Regions from separate parts of the Arachis hypogaea genome. Here region 2 is linked to region 1. Evidence: chromatin contacts called from public Hi-C data. All regions are on one chromosome and are shown on one strand. The core of a region is the stretch at or near the end of the contact, and the rest is flanking DNA. Distances in the headings are between cores, read along the strand shown.

Region 1 (6,845 bases), core at 2,529-5,028:
CTTACTATCAACGACCACCACCGCAAACCAAAATGAAATGGCAAATTTAATAACAAAATCTCTGAAATCAATAAAATTCCGAACACTACTCTTCCCACTCTCATCATCCCTTTCACACTTTGTCTGCCGCTCAACTTCCGCCGTGCAGCGCCAACAACCACCCGCGTCTGACTCCTCCTCCTCTTCTACCTTCACCTTCTCATCTAGTGGCGACAACAACAACAACCAGAGCATACATGTGAAAGGGGAAAGAGAAGGTTGGGGGAAGCAGAAAGGGAAGGGAAAGGAAAAGGTTGGAAACGTAGAAGAGGAAGGAAAAGGGAAAGGGAAAGGTTGAGAACGCAGAAGAGGAAGGGGAAAGAGAAGGGGTTGTGAATAGGGATAGGGAAGGGGAAGGGGAAGGAAAAGGAGTTGAGGATGGGAATGGGGAAAGGAACAGAAGGGGTTGGGGATGGAGAAGGGGAAGGGAAAGGGAAAGGGGAAGGGAAAAGAGTTGGGGATGGGGAGGGGGAAAGGAACAGATTGGAAATGGGTTTTGGGGAGGGGGAGTGTTCTACGGTAGGCTTTTTTTTCTTTTTTTTTTTTTTTTTTTTGAATTGGGGTCTATGGTACGCTTTTTTTTTTTCTTTTTTTTGTTCAAAACGACGTCGTTTTAAGGTTTGGATGAACGAAAAATCATTCAGGGATAACTATGAGTCTCGGAGTGCAATTTCAGGGACGAATTTAAGGAACTATTAATTTCAGGGATCATTTTGAGGCTCGAGCGCAAGTTTAGGGACTACTTTAAGACTTAACTCATAAATTATATCTTACCTTCTTTTAGTAAAATTTTTATTGTCTATCTTGAAGTAGAAAAAAATATTGAAAATTATTTTGGATCAATAAGTCTGTCATCGTTGTGAGGGGTTGTAGAATTTTGAAACAAATATAATTATTCGATGGTTACTTCATTTAGTCTAATATACTAATTTTTTTTGTCAAATATTACCTTAGATTTGTGTTAGACTCGAACATTTTAACAAAAGACATTTAAAACGTTACAACCCTTCTAAATTAAAGAATAGATAAATTTATATGCTTATTACAATAGCTAACACTCTAGACTAAGATAACAAAATGAATTAAAAAATAGCATTTTGGAAGAGCTTGAAGATGATACACATTACAAGAAAGTATCCGAATACCGTTAGATTTATCAGTGAATTTACTAAAAAATTCGTCGGTAACCTATTTACCATAGAATTTAGTGGTGGAATAAATCCGATAGTATAAAAGTGAGAACTCCATACCTCATTGAATTGTTGTGACACCTTATGATCCATCCAAGATTCAAAGCACTCACTTATATGTCCAAGCCATACCCACTTATATCTCATTGAATTGTTTTTTTTTAATAAAAATATTTTTTTTAAAGGCGTATCTAAATAAGTTTTAAATTAAATAAAAGTACTTTATTTTTTAAGAAAAGTACTTTTTTCACTTAAAAAACCAATCCAAACTAGCACTATATAACTTTATATACTTAGTCATAGTTTGTCTCCTTTTTTTTCGATAGGAATCCATAGATTAATGATTTGGAAAAATAACTATTAGTACCCATGAACTTTACGAACGCTAACAAAAATACCTATTAAACAAGAAAACTAAAGTTGTATCCATGAAAGATAGGTTTTGTACGACAAAACTACCCAAACCCTAATTTTTTGTTGATTTTTTAACAAAATTTTCAAATTAACCCATCATTTATTTTCAACCTCAACTCCACGTTCTCTCTTCTTTCCCAAATTTCAGCACCAACGCCCATTTCTTTGGAAATAAAAAAATTTCAATGTAAAAGTACCCAAAACACTTAGAATCTGAAAGGTCCTTCCCACCATCTACACCACCACCACCAACAACAACAACAAAAAAGGTTAAATTGCCAATCAATTTACTTAATCAAGTCATACCCAGAATTTATATTGCCAAAAAAATTGAACAAACCCCAAACCCCAAAATCTTAATAAGAGAAACGGACTTAGTACAGAAGGTGGTAACAAATGCGAGGTAGCCACGACAAAATGAAAGATTGATGCGACGACGACGATGAGGCTGCGAGAGGCAGCGCCGATGAGTGACGAAGAGGCTGATGGAGGCTGCAACGATGCTGCTGATGGCGGTCACGATTCTGCTGGAGGCGATAATGACGAGGAAGATCAATTAGGAGGTCACAATGATGACGAACGAGCATGGAGCAAGAGACGACGATGCTGTTGAACGAGTGTTGTGCAAGGCACGACAACGATGAGGCGATGACAGTGAGAGGGCAGTAACCGACAGTGAGAATGGTTGTTGTAGATTCAACCATGTTAAGCTTCTAATTCTGGAAGAGTATGTTTTTTTGGTAAATTTTGAGAAGAATAAGAAGATTTGGGAGAAAAAACAAAGGTGATAATATTGTATTTGATGGATGGAATTTTTTGAAGCACTGTTGTTGTTGAAATTTAGGAAAGAGAAAAGGATATGGTTAATTTAGGTATTTTGTTAGAGTCAACAAAAAATTAGACTTTTGGTACTTTTGTCATACGGAATCCATCTTTTATGGGTACAACGTTAATTTTTTTGTTTGATGAGTACTTTTGTCAACATTGATAAAATTCGTGGGTACTAATGGTTGTTTTTCTTTCATGATTTAACTAATTGGTATGTTATATTGCTAGTTATATACTATGCATCTAACCTCAGAGGTGCCGCTAAGGTGAACGTTCAGCTTCAACTCTGACTTTCTATTTGAAGTGCTAACTTCTCTTTTTTCGTTATATAAGTTCGTTATATAAGTTCATTTTTGATTTGGATCCTACACTAAAATATATTTATGTGTCTATATATTTGTGTTTTTTTAATATTTTTAAATTTTCAGAATTTGAGAAGTTAAAACATATAAAGATTTTATTAATGTCTTATTCAATACAATTGAGAAGTTGATAGCGAAACTGTTGGTGTAATTAAGAATGTAATAAAAAGTTAGAGCATACAGTAACTTTAAATTAGGGTTGCACACAAATTGAATTGGATTAAATGTGATCAAAATTTCGATCCGAATTCGTACTAAATACATCACATCAGATTGAATACAATATCAGTATTTTTTATGTTTGGATCCAAGCGGATTGAATATCGAATATATCCACAAAATAAAAAATTTTACAGAGCGTATTGGATTGGATTAGCAAAATAGAAAATTTTCTAAAAAACTTATTTCTAATAAATTTAGAGGATAAAAAAAAACTATACAAAATATAAATATAGGATTAGAAAATATTCCATCACTTAAAATTAAGTAGATATCTTATTAAAAATTATTTTAACAAATGATTTTTATAAAAAAAGCATACTAATAAATAATAATAATAATAATAATAATAATAATAATAATAATAATTATTATTATTGTTATTATTATTATTAGCTAATTTTTTAGGGAGTGGAGTGTGTGAGATACGCATAAAAAAAATTTAAGTTTCCAAAAGAAAAATACTAAACGTAACTCTAAATATATATATATATATATATATATATATATATATATATATATATATATATATATATATATATATATATATATATATTATGTATTGTAGATTTGCACATCAAATCTGCGGATACAGATATCTCCGCAACTTACATATCAAATGAATATAAATATGATCTGTGAATATTATTGGATTCATATTCACCTATACACACACATTCTCTCTTCTTTCCATGGGTTTCATATATTATTTTTTTGGGCGGGTCTGGATTGAATAATCCGACCCAAACAAACCTAAACCGGATAAAATCTTAGATTCTCATGTTCACCTATACACACACATTTTTTCTTCTTTCCATGAGTTTCATATATCAATTTTTTGACGGGTTTGGGTCGAAAAATCCAACCCAAACAAATCTAAATATAAAATCATAAATTCTCATATTCACCTGTATACACGTATTTTCTCTTATTTCCATGAATTACATATATCATTTTTTTGTGGGTCTGTCTCGAATAATCCGACCCAAACAAACCTAAACCGGATAAAATCCTAAATTCCAATTACAACTACTCTAACTATCCCAAAACAATTTAATCATAGCTAGAATGTGAAATTAGTTTTTTTTTTTTTTTTGTCATACAACTCACTCATTCACACATCCCACACACATACAAACCTAGCAACTACACTAGAATTTAAATAAATATCAGATTGGAACGCACTCTTGTGAGTATTTTTTTTTTTTTTTTGGTTTCCCTCTTGTGAGTATTTTATTAATATCCAAAATAAAATAGGCCAGGCCCAAATATGACAGTTCTCATGAACATTGAGGTGCAAGCCCAAAATAGTCACAGGCTATTGCTCAGAAGTTTTCACAATTATCTATTTGTTGCTGATTACAAAACCATACCACTTCTGACCAAAACATAAAACCAATATGAATACAAAAAACAATATCAGCGTGTTATTAGTACTTTACAGTCTTTTTCAAATTATTCAAACCAAAAAATTACGGCTGTACACCCAAAAAAAAAAAATTACGACTCCTAAATCAGAGCAAAGTATACAGTTATTGTTACTGGTCCAAAAAAAAAAAAACGTATACAGTTATTGTTCTGTCATAGGGGTAATTTTGGCATTGTGCGAGCTTTTTTAATTAATATCCACATTTTGTTTCTTATAATGATAGTTTTAAGATTTAATTTATTATAATAAAATTTATTAACAATTTATTTTTTCTACAAATATTACATTTTTATTAAAAGCTACATAGGGGCAATCTGTTTAATGAAAATATTTTTCAGAAACTTTTAAAATACTATACAATTTAATTGAAACCAAAATATTCTATATGAAATTCATAGAAAGTAGGGATCACTTTTGGTATTTACTCTTTCAAATGGAATGAAAATATATACTACAAGAAAATGAACATTAATTACAGTTAATAGTTGTACAAATTAATTATCATATTAGTAGTACAATTTTTACAGTCATTAATTAATTATAAAAAATGTTTAATATATTTTATGTAAATTGGTAACTAATTTTCAAAAAAAAAAAAACGATATTCTTAACATTCAAATCATTGTAATAGAAAAAAATTACTGACATTTAGAAATTATTGTTTTGATAGTAAAAACATTTGTCAATAAACTAAAAGTATTACCAAATCATTTTTTTATAGTGTTGTAAAAAAATCTTTGAAAATGTTATTTTACAGTCATTTCACAAATAAAAATAACCTAACAAACTAATTAATTAATTTTACTGATAGTTAAAGGTCTAATTTTTCTTCCAGTGGTAGAAAATGAAATTGTCTAATGCGAAAACTTCATTCAGACCAATTTTTTTGGCGGGGAGAAAAAAAAGGGGGGGGGGGGGGGGGGATGTGGTTTTATTTTGTTCTGTGTCTTACTTTTAATCAGCGTTAGTTTAACTATTCTATTTTATAGGGTGTTAAGTTGAACTTGGAAGAAGTGTATGTGTATGTGTGATCTATATTCTTGTTAAAAATGGGGTAAAACCTTAATTCTTCATCAAGTAAATGACATAATAAGCCTTTCTTGTTGAAGTTACACATAAATCTGATATATATATGTTGGGGAAGATAATTTAGACATTTTAAGATAAAAGGGCCAAATGAAGATTTTATATTTAGAGGATTCTTTCACTAAAGTATGTGCAAAGAAATTTAAAGAGAACTTTAAAAATTTGGCAGTTTTCACATTAATCATTGACTAAAAAAAAAAAACGAAAATGTTTGGTAACCAAAGAAAATCAGCCAGAAACAGTCATAACTTGTCTTATTTAGCATTCATTAATTATTGCGATAATTAATTAATGCTAAATAAAACAAGTTCTGCCTTTTTTTTTTTTTTTGTCTATCTAGCATTACCCATATTTCAATTTGATGTAGTGTTAAGATTGGTTAAAGATTTAATTTGATTTTGATTTGTTTAGTAGTACTTTTAGGTATTTTAAATTTAAATCAAATCTGATCTAATCTAATAAAATTAAATTTGATTTAAATTAGTTATCATATTTTTAAATTTTTAATTTAAATCAAATTTAATTTAAATTAATGATGCTAATTTTAGAGACATATCTAAAAGGTGGATACTCTAATGAAGATTTCATAATTATTTTTATATAAAGATATTTTATTTTGACTATTAGATAATAGATTTTAGGCCTTAATTTTTATATGTTATAAAAGTGTTATTTTTGTTTAAAGTGTAACAAAACAAACAAGTCATACTTTTTAAACCAAAATCATCGTGAAAAGATGTTTTTAATATTTTCATTTAAATAGTTGTTTAACTAAAAAGATTTGGCTATTTTTAGGGTAATATGTTAAGAATTTATTTAAATATTTTTTGTGAGAATAAAAATTTTAAATTGCTTTATGCACGTTTTTTTTATGTATAATTATTAAGTAAGATGATGATTTGTTTTGCTTGTTGTACAAATAAATTTAAAAGAGCCAACTTAAAGTAATTTTTTAGTAGTAGTTCTTTTAATTTTCAGCCTTTTAATATAAGTTGTTAATAATAAATTCTTTGAAAGTCTAATAAAAAAAACTTTTGAGTGACTTAAATTGCTAGAAACAAATTTGTTCGTTTAATTTAGTATAAAAAAAAAATCTGTATCTATTATTTTGTGTTTTCGCGATTCTTGTTATCCTTTTCTTCCCCCCTTTCAATTCGTCTGACATTTTCTTATTAAAATCCCTACCATTATCTCTCTGAATATTACTTTATTTATAATCATATAGCTAGAGTTATAATAATCTCTCTTTTGGGTCAACAATCAAAGAGTTAGTAGTCC
Region 2 (6,845 bases), core at 1,392-3,891, 42 kb after region 1:
TGCTACCCCACACTAGAGAGAAGCCATGGAAGAAAAATACTCGGTCTTGCTAAAGAACAACACCTGGCGCTTAGTTGATCCTCCAACCCACTCAACTCTTATTGGTTGTAAGTGGGTATTTAAAGTAAAAAAGAATCCAGATGGTAGCATCCAAAAGTACGAGGCAAGGCTTGTAGCAAAGGGTTTTCACTAAAAACAAGGAATCGATTATGATCAAATATTCAGCCCTGTAGTGAGACTTGCAATGGTTCGGACCATGCTTAGCATTGCACTTGCAAAGGAGTGGAAAATTCATCAATTTGACTTCAACAATGCATTCTTAAATGATGATCTCTTTGAAGATGTATTCATGCAACGGCTAGAGGGTTTTGTGTCTCCCAACAACTAACAAGTGTGCAAGCTCTAAAGATTGCTCTATGGACTCAAACAAGCCCCAAGGGCATGGTTCACAAAGTTAAGTGCTGCTATCCACCAGTTCAGTTTCACAAGCACGAAATCTGATGTATTCCTTTTCACCAGATTCACAACAACCTCAGCCACCTACATCCTTGTTTACGTAGATGATATACTGGTCACTGGTATCTCTGAAAGTGAGATCACAACCCTTATGACACAACAACACAACACTTTTTCATTGAAAGATCTTGGTGAAATGCACTACTTCCTTGGGATTGAAGTCAGCTCAAGCTCCACAGGGACGATCACATTGAAACAAATCAAATACATCAAAGAATTGCTAAAGAAAGATGATATGATCAATGCTAAACCCGTGCCAACCCCATGACCTCATCACTAAAGCTCTCTAACTTTGGTGACACCACATTCAACAATCTTACGTTGTATCGATCTATTGTTTGTGGCATTCAATATGCCACAATCACCAAACCAAAAATCTCCTTCTCAGTGAATAAAGTGGCTCAATTTCTTCACTCTCCATTGGAATCACATTGGAAAGCTATCAAACGAATTCTCAGGTACCTTTCAGGCACTATACAGCACGGCTTGAGGTTCAGTAAATTCACCAATTTTAGAATATATGGATTCTGTGACTCTGACTGGACCAGTGATGTTGATGACCGAAAGTTAACAAATGGCTATGCTATTTACTTAGGTTCGAATCTGGTATCTTAGGCTAGCAGAAAACAAACTGCAGCGTCAAAAAGCAACACTGAAGTAGAATTTATAGGAATTTCATATGCTGTCACTGAAATTGTTTGGTTGCAAAATCTCCTAGTTGAACTCAAATTTCCTGCTCTACCAAACCTATAGTCTATTGTGATAATCAGAATGCTGTTCTATTGTCAGCCAACCCAATTCTGCATAATAAGTCCAAATATTTTGCACTAAGTCAATCCTTTGTTAGAGAATTTGTCACCATAAAAGAGATCTTTGTTCAACACATTCCAGCATAGGATCAGCTGGCAGACACATTGTCAAAGCCTCTCTCAGCAACAGCTTTCCTCAAGTTTAGGGACTTGTTAAGAGTATTTGAAGTAGAACCCTGATGTAAAGGCCCTTGGTTTCAGGGGGCATGTAAGTGTATATAAATGAACACTTCCAAAACTGTTAAGTTGTTGATAGCAGCTCAGCAGTTAGTTACACACTCTCAATTAGTTATACTCACTCAACTATCTGTAACTACTTACTCAAGGCACATTTACACTCTATAAGTAGCTGCAATATAACTCACTGAATCACTTTTTTTTCTTCTTTTAATACAATTGTTTCTCAACAGCATTTTCTCTAACTTTCTTCTCTCTCTCGCTCTGAGTGTTCTCTTCTTTCTTCTTTCTTATCCAAGAATCTGATACTTTACAAACACACAACTTGACTGTTGTAACCCCTGTAATAAATCACCATAGTACATGATTACTTGTCATAACAAAATTAACAATAAAGTTATAAATAAAACTTATTTTGGACATTTAAAATAAAATTAAATCATATTAACTATTAAAAATATTTTTAAACAATTTAAAAAATGTTAGAGACAAAAATATATTAAAAAAAATGTGAGAATAGTTAAGAGTCAAAGGTGTTGTTATATTCTTATTATAACAAGTTGTATATGTATCATGTATCGTTATTAAAATTTATTAAATGTATATTATAGTAATAGTAATACATATGAAATTAATCAAAATAATAAATATTTTAATAAATCGGATATTTTGTTATTTTAAAAAGAATTATTTTATCTTATGGTAAATTTTTTTAATCTTAATTCTCTTATAATAATATTTGTTAAAAAATATTAAAAGTTTGAATGAAAATAATAAAATAATTAATTTATCTAATGAGAATAATTCTTAAAATTTTTATAATAATAAAAATTTGTTAATAATTAAAATATTCCATCTAAAATTCATTGGTACTGATTTAAACATTTAGTTATTTATTCAGTGTTTTATAATCTCACACCAAATTTAGTCATGCCTAGAGTAATATTTTAATTTATAATCCATTCTTAATAAATATATAGCAACTACGCCACGTTGGCAAAAATATCTCCAATAAATCAATAATGCATCATAGGAGATGTCCTAATATCTTTCTATTTAAATTCATTTGGTAGGTGATTCAGTAATAACTAATTTTTTAACTGTCTACTAGAATTGTTAACTTAGCTCTAACTAACTGTTTATACTGAGTGCCTAACAGTGATTTGATAAGACATGCATAAAATGAATCATTTCCTGTACATAGCAAATAATTTGGGAGGAACTTTTCATTCACAAAAAATTGATCAAACAAATTAATATCATATTTCAAAGAAAAGAAAAAGTGGAAAGTCAATTTAGAAACAAGTTTAATTTATTCAAATTCTGATCAGACAGAAGATCACAAAAGCTGTGGTTTAAAAGTGATACACATATTAAAAAAAATATTTCAATAATTACTTAATAGAAAAATAGATATTATTTTTTATATACCTATACATAAAGTGAATTTTAATTGTTTGATTCAAATTTTTTTCTTTCTACAATTTTTTTTTATCTTGCTCTCATAATTTCAGTTAAAGTTGATTCCTTCGAATTATAATACTTATAAATTCTTTAACTACTGAGTTATAATATTTTTTGTATTATATAAAAATTAGTCAATAAAAAATGTGAGTTGACGGACATGAAATATACTTTAAATTTAAATATTTAAATATATTGATATTAATTTATTATTATTATTTTTTGTATTACGTTTGCTTCACTTTTGAAATTTTTCAGATTCGAGGTACAAGGGTTTTTTTTTTCGGTCCTGGAACTGGCATCACTATTTGTCAGCTGAATTGAACTGTGGTATTTTTCTTTTTTTTTTTTTTTTATGGCTAAGAACTATCTTTCCTTTTTTGTTTTTGGTCATGGTGGTTGAGAACTATCTAGTAACTCTGGAATTGTGGTGCTATATATGGGCTGATTTTGGTAAGGCATTTGTTGGGTTTGAGAGCAAAGCTAGTTTCTTAACCAAAAAGAAAACTTGAAGACGATCCAAACCCCATGATTTAAAGGCTCCTGTCGTTTTTCACTTTTTCTCTTGTTAAAACAAAATCCAGATTCTTACTCTTAACTAGATGAACAAGTTAATTTTTCAATCAAGTCTTTTTTACCCCAAAAAATAGGACACATTCTTCTACTATTATAAGGAACTTTTATGTAATTTTGTTATAATTTGTGTGTTGCTTTCAAATGATTTGTGTTAGTTTTTCGGTTGTTTCTACATAATTTCTACTTTAATTTCATAAAACTTTATTTCATATGAATTATGTTAAGATTTAAAAATAGATATACATTTTACATATTAAAGAAGAAGAAAAAGAAAAAAATGATGCGCAAAGGAGTAGAAGAAAAAAGAAAGAAAAAAAAAAAGAAAAAAGAAAACCTGCTAAGAAGAAGAGAAGAAGAACAAAGAATGGAGAGGTAAAAAAAAAGAGTAACTTTTTAAAAATTTAACTATAAAATTATTTGTTTACTTAGTATTTATCAAAATCTCCTTAATCTTGTTGTCTATTAAAACAAAAATCTCGAATCTTTATATGCAACTTAAATTCCATATGTTATTTAAGTTAAATAGATATACAAAAATTCTCCATAAACAACAAATAACTATATCTATATCTATATATATATAACCATCGAATTTTAAGAATCTATGGATACCCAAAAGTAAGTTGTTGGTGAGGTAATATATTAACTTCCTTATTTGGATGAGGTACACTCTACTGACACTAGGTAGTAGGGGTGTTTACGGTGCGGTTTAATTTGGTTTTAAGGGAAAAAGTCATTCGATCCAAACGTTTAATTTATGTGCGGTGCGGTTTGGATTGGATGAACTTTTTTTGAAAATCCGATTCGATTCAATCGGATCCGATCCGATTACAAGCGGTTTGGATCAGTTTGGATTTACGGTTTTTTAAATAAAAAAATTAAATACATATAACAAGTTTTAACATCAAATTTTAAATAATCAACAATGACATAACAAATCTTAACATATCTTAAAAAGCCAATGATAACATAACAATAGAAATAAAATTATAGGTTAGTTAAAATAAATAAATAAATAATATTTTAAATATAAAATATTTATTAAATAATAATAATACATGAATAATAGAAAAATATATAACAAATTGAACATGTTATAAATATAATTGTAAATATAATAATAAAATAATAATATTATAGCACATTGTGCGGTTTGAATTGGATTGGATCGGTTATGAAAAGTAGATCCGAAATCCGATCCAATCTAGCGGTTTGCAAAAAATAGAATCCAATCAAATCCGAATTAGTGCGATTTTAATCGATTTTCGGTTTGGATTGGATTGGATGAGCGGTTTAATTTAGATCGGTTTGGATTTGAACACCCCTACTAGGTAGTAAGTACAAAGAACGAGTACTTACAAAAAGACACTTGAACACTCAAATTATATTTAAAAAATTTTATACGATGAAGTATATTTCAAAAAAAAAGTTGAACTTACCTATCTTTCTAGTTTTTTCAACTGTTATATTGCGTTTCATATGATGATATTTATTAAGAATCTTCAACTACTGAACATAGGTGATAATACTAAATATTTATCTGTTGCAAGTAACATAAAGAAAATTTGAGTTATAATGAAATTCGAAGTGCAGATGAAGCTGCCAGAAAGAAACGTAGATGAAACTGTCAAAAAAGTGATGAATTGCTGAAAAGATGACAAATTGCTGGAAAACTGTCAAAAAGGTGAGACACTATCAAAAAGATAGCGAACTACCAGAAAACTGTCAAATAGCTAGTGAACTGCAAAGAGTTGACAAACTGTCAAAGGATGGAGAACTATCGAAAGATAACAAAAAACATTTAATTTCTCCAAAACAATAGGCAAATATCCCACAAAGATGAAAAACAGTAAAATCAGAGCGAAGAAAATCATGAAAATGAAAGGTAAAATTGGAAAGAAGACTCCAAAAAACTCATAGATAGGAGACACATAAGCAAGGCTGACTCAGACTTAGTCAAAGTGTGGGTCAACAATGTAGCGGGTTGGACCAAGGCATATGTTACGAGTTGGTTTGGAGCATGTGTAGGTTATAACAGTTGAGATGTTAAGCAAATTATTGGAGAGTCCATATGAAATTTAAAGACTTGATAAGGTGAGATGGAGGCAACCAAAAAGGGGTGGTGCGTGGAGGCTCTCACAGCGTGAGATTGTGTCTATTGGTGGTGTTAAAATATGTCAGAAAGATGACAAAAAAAATAGAAAAGAACGTCATGGATGGAGATGAAGGTGATTGATGGTAGAACCTACGGTGGTGGCAGGTGAAGATAAAGTTTGACTTGTTCAACTCGGGACGAAGCGACAGGAAAAAAGAGCTAATCTTTGGGGTGAGAAAGCATAAAAAATGTGGCAAAAGATAAGAAAAAAGAGGCATGGCAAAAAAGAAGTATATGGTAAAGAAACAATAAAATCTGTGTTCCACAGAAAAAGAGAGAACAACCAAAGTTCTTCAAGGAGAATGCCATGACTTTGATACTATGTTAGAAAGGTAAGAGAGAATAGTAAAAAAAAAATTCGTGTATAATAAGCCAAATACCATTGTCATCCACCGCTCGCGCCTCCATATGCCGCTAGAAACTTCTTGTCTACCTCTAATACTAATAGTCGTGCTTCTTCCAGTCACATTTTGAATTTCTGACATTTTGATCTATCACCAATCATCTCATTCTCTCCATCAAGTCCTTCAGAGTCGAACGAACAAAACTCCACTATTTGTCATCGTTTAACGTGCCAGCATGCGCCACCTAAAGTTGTTGCCGTCGCTCAGGCCACCACCATCTCCATCTCCATCTTCATCATTTTTCAAATCCAATCTGGACTGTTCGTTTTGTATGCTAGATCAATGGTCTAGATCAAGGCCTCCTCTTTTGACCTGGATCCGACCCGCTTCCTTATCTGTGGCTGCTCTTAGAGCTGTCAAACGAGCTAACCCGGCCCATTTAGGCCCGGGCCATTAAACCCGCGAGTTAAATGGACTGACCCGTTTAAATCCGCTTTATTCCCGAGCCATATTTTTTTAATCCGGACTGTTTATGGTCAGTCCGATGGTTAAACGAGCCAGCCCGTTTATCCTTTTATTTTATTTTTTAAAAAATATTTTTGACAAAAAATATCATTTTTAGGTCAAAAACCTTTAAAAAATAATTTTTGTTAGTTGATGGGTCAGATTTTCGAGTTGGATCGGAAGAAGTATCGGCTAAAAGTGCTACTTTTTTTTTAAAAAAAATTAAACGGGCCACCCGTTTATCCCGCGGGCTAGCCCGTTTAACCCGTCATTTTTTTCGGGTTAATCGGGCTCAGTCTG

The links. Hi-C and Micro-C count contacts between places; a contact is called where the count stands out from the background.
Region 2: a Hi-C map of leaf shows a contact between it and region 1, with 1.6 times the contacts expected there. The contact joins two enhancer-like sites. A contact is called at or near these places in 2 of 8 Hi-C or Micro-C datasets (leaf and an unstated tissue).

What each region holds. Positions count from the first base shown.
Region 1 is chr13:19,236,458-19,243,302 of arahy.Tifrunner.gnm2.J5K5, forward strand. No RefSeq gene overlaps it. Among protein-coding and RNA genes, the nearest start is that of LOC112737570, 11 kb to the right of the region's middle. Within about 2 kb of position 3,779, at least 2 of the 3 cell types and tissues checked have open chromatin away from gene starts, as enhancers often do.
Region 2 is chr13:19,279,125-19,285,969 of arahy.Tifrunner.gnm2.J5K5, forward strand. No RefSeq gene overlaps it. Among protein-coding and RNA genes, the nearest start is that of TRNAY-GUA, 8.5 kb to the left of the region's middle. Within about 2 kb of position 2,642, at least 1 of the 3 cell types and tissues checked has open chromatin away from gene starts, as enhancers often do.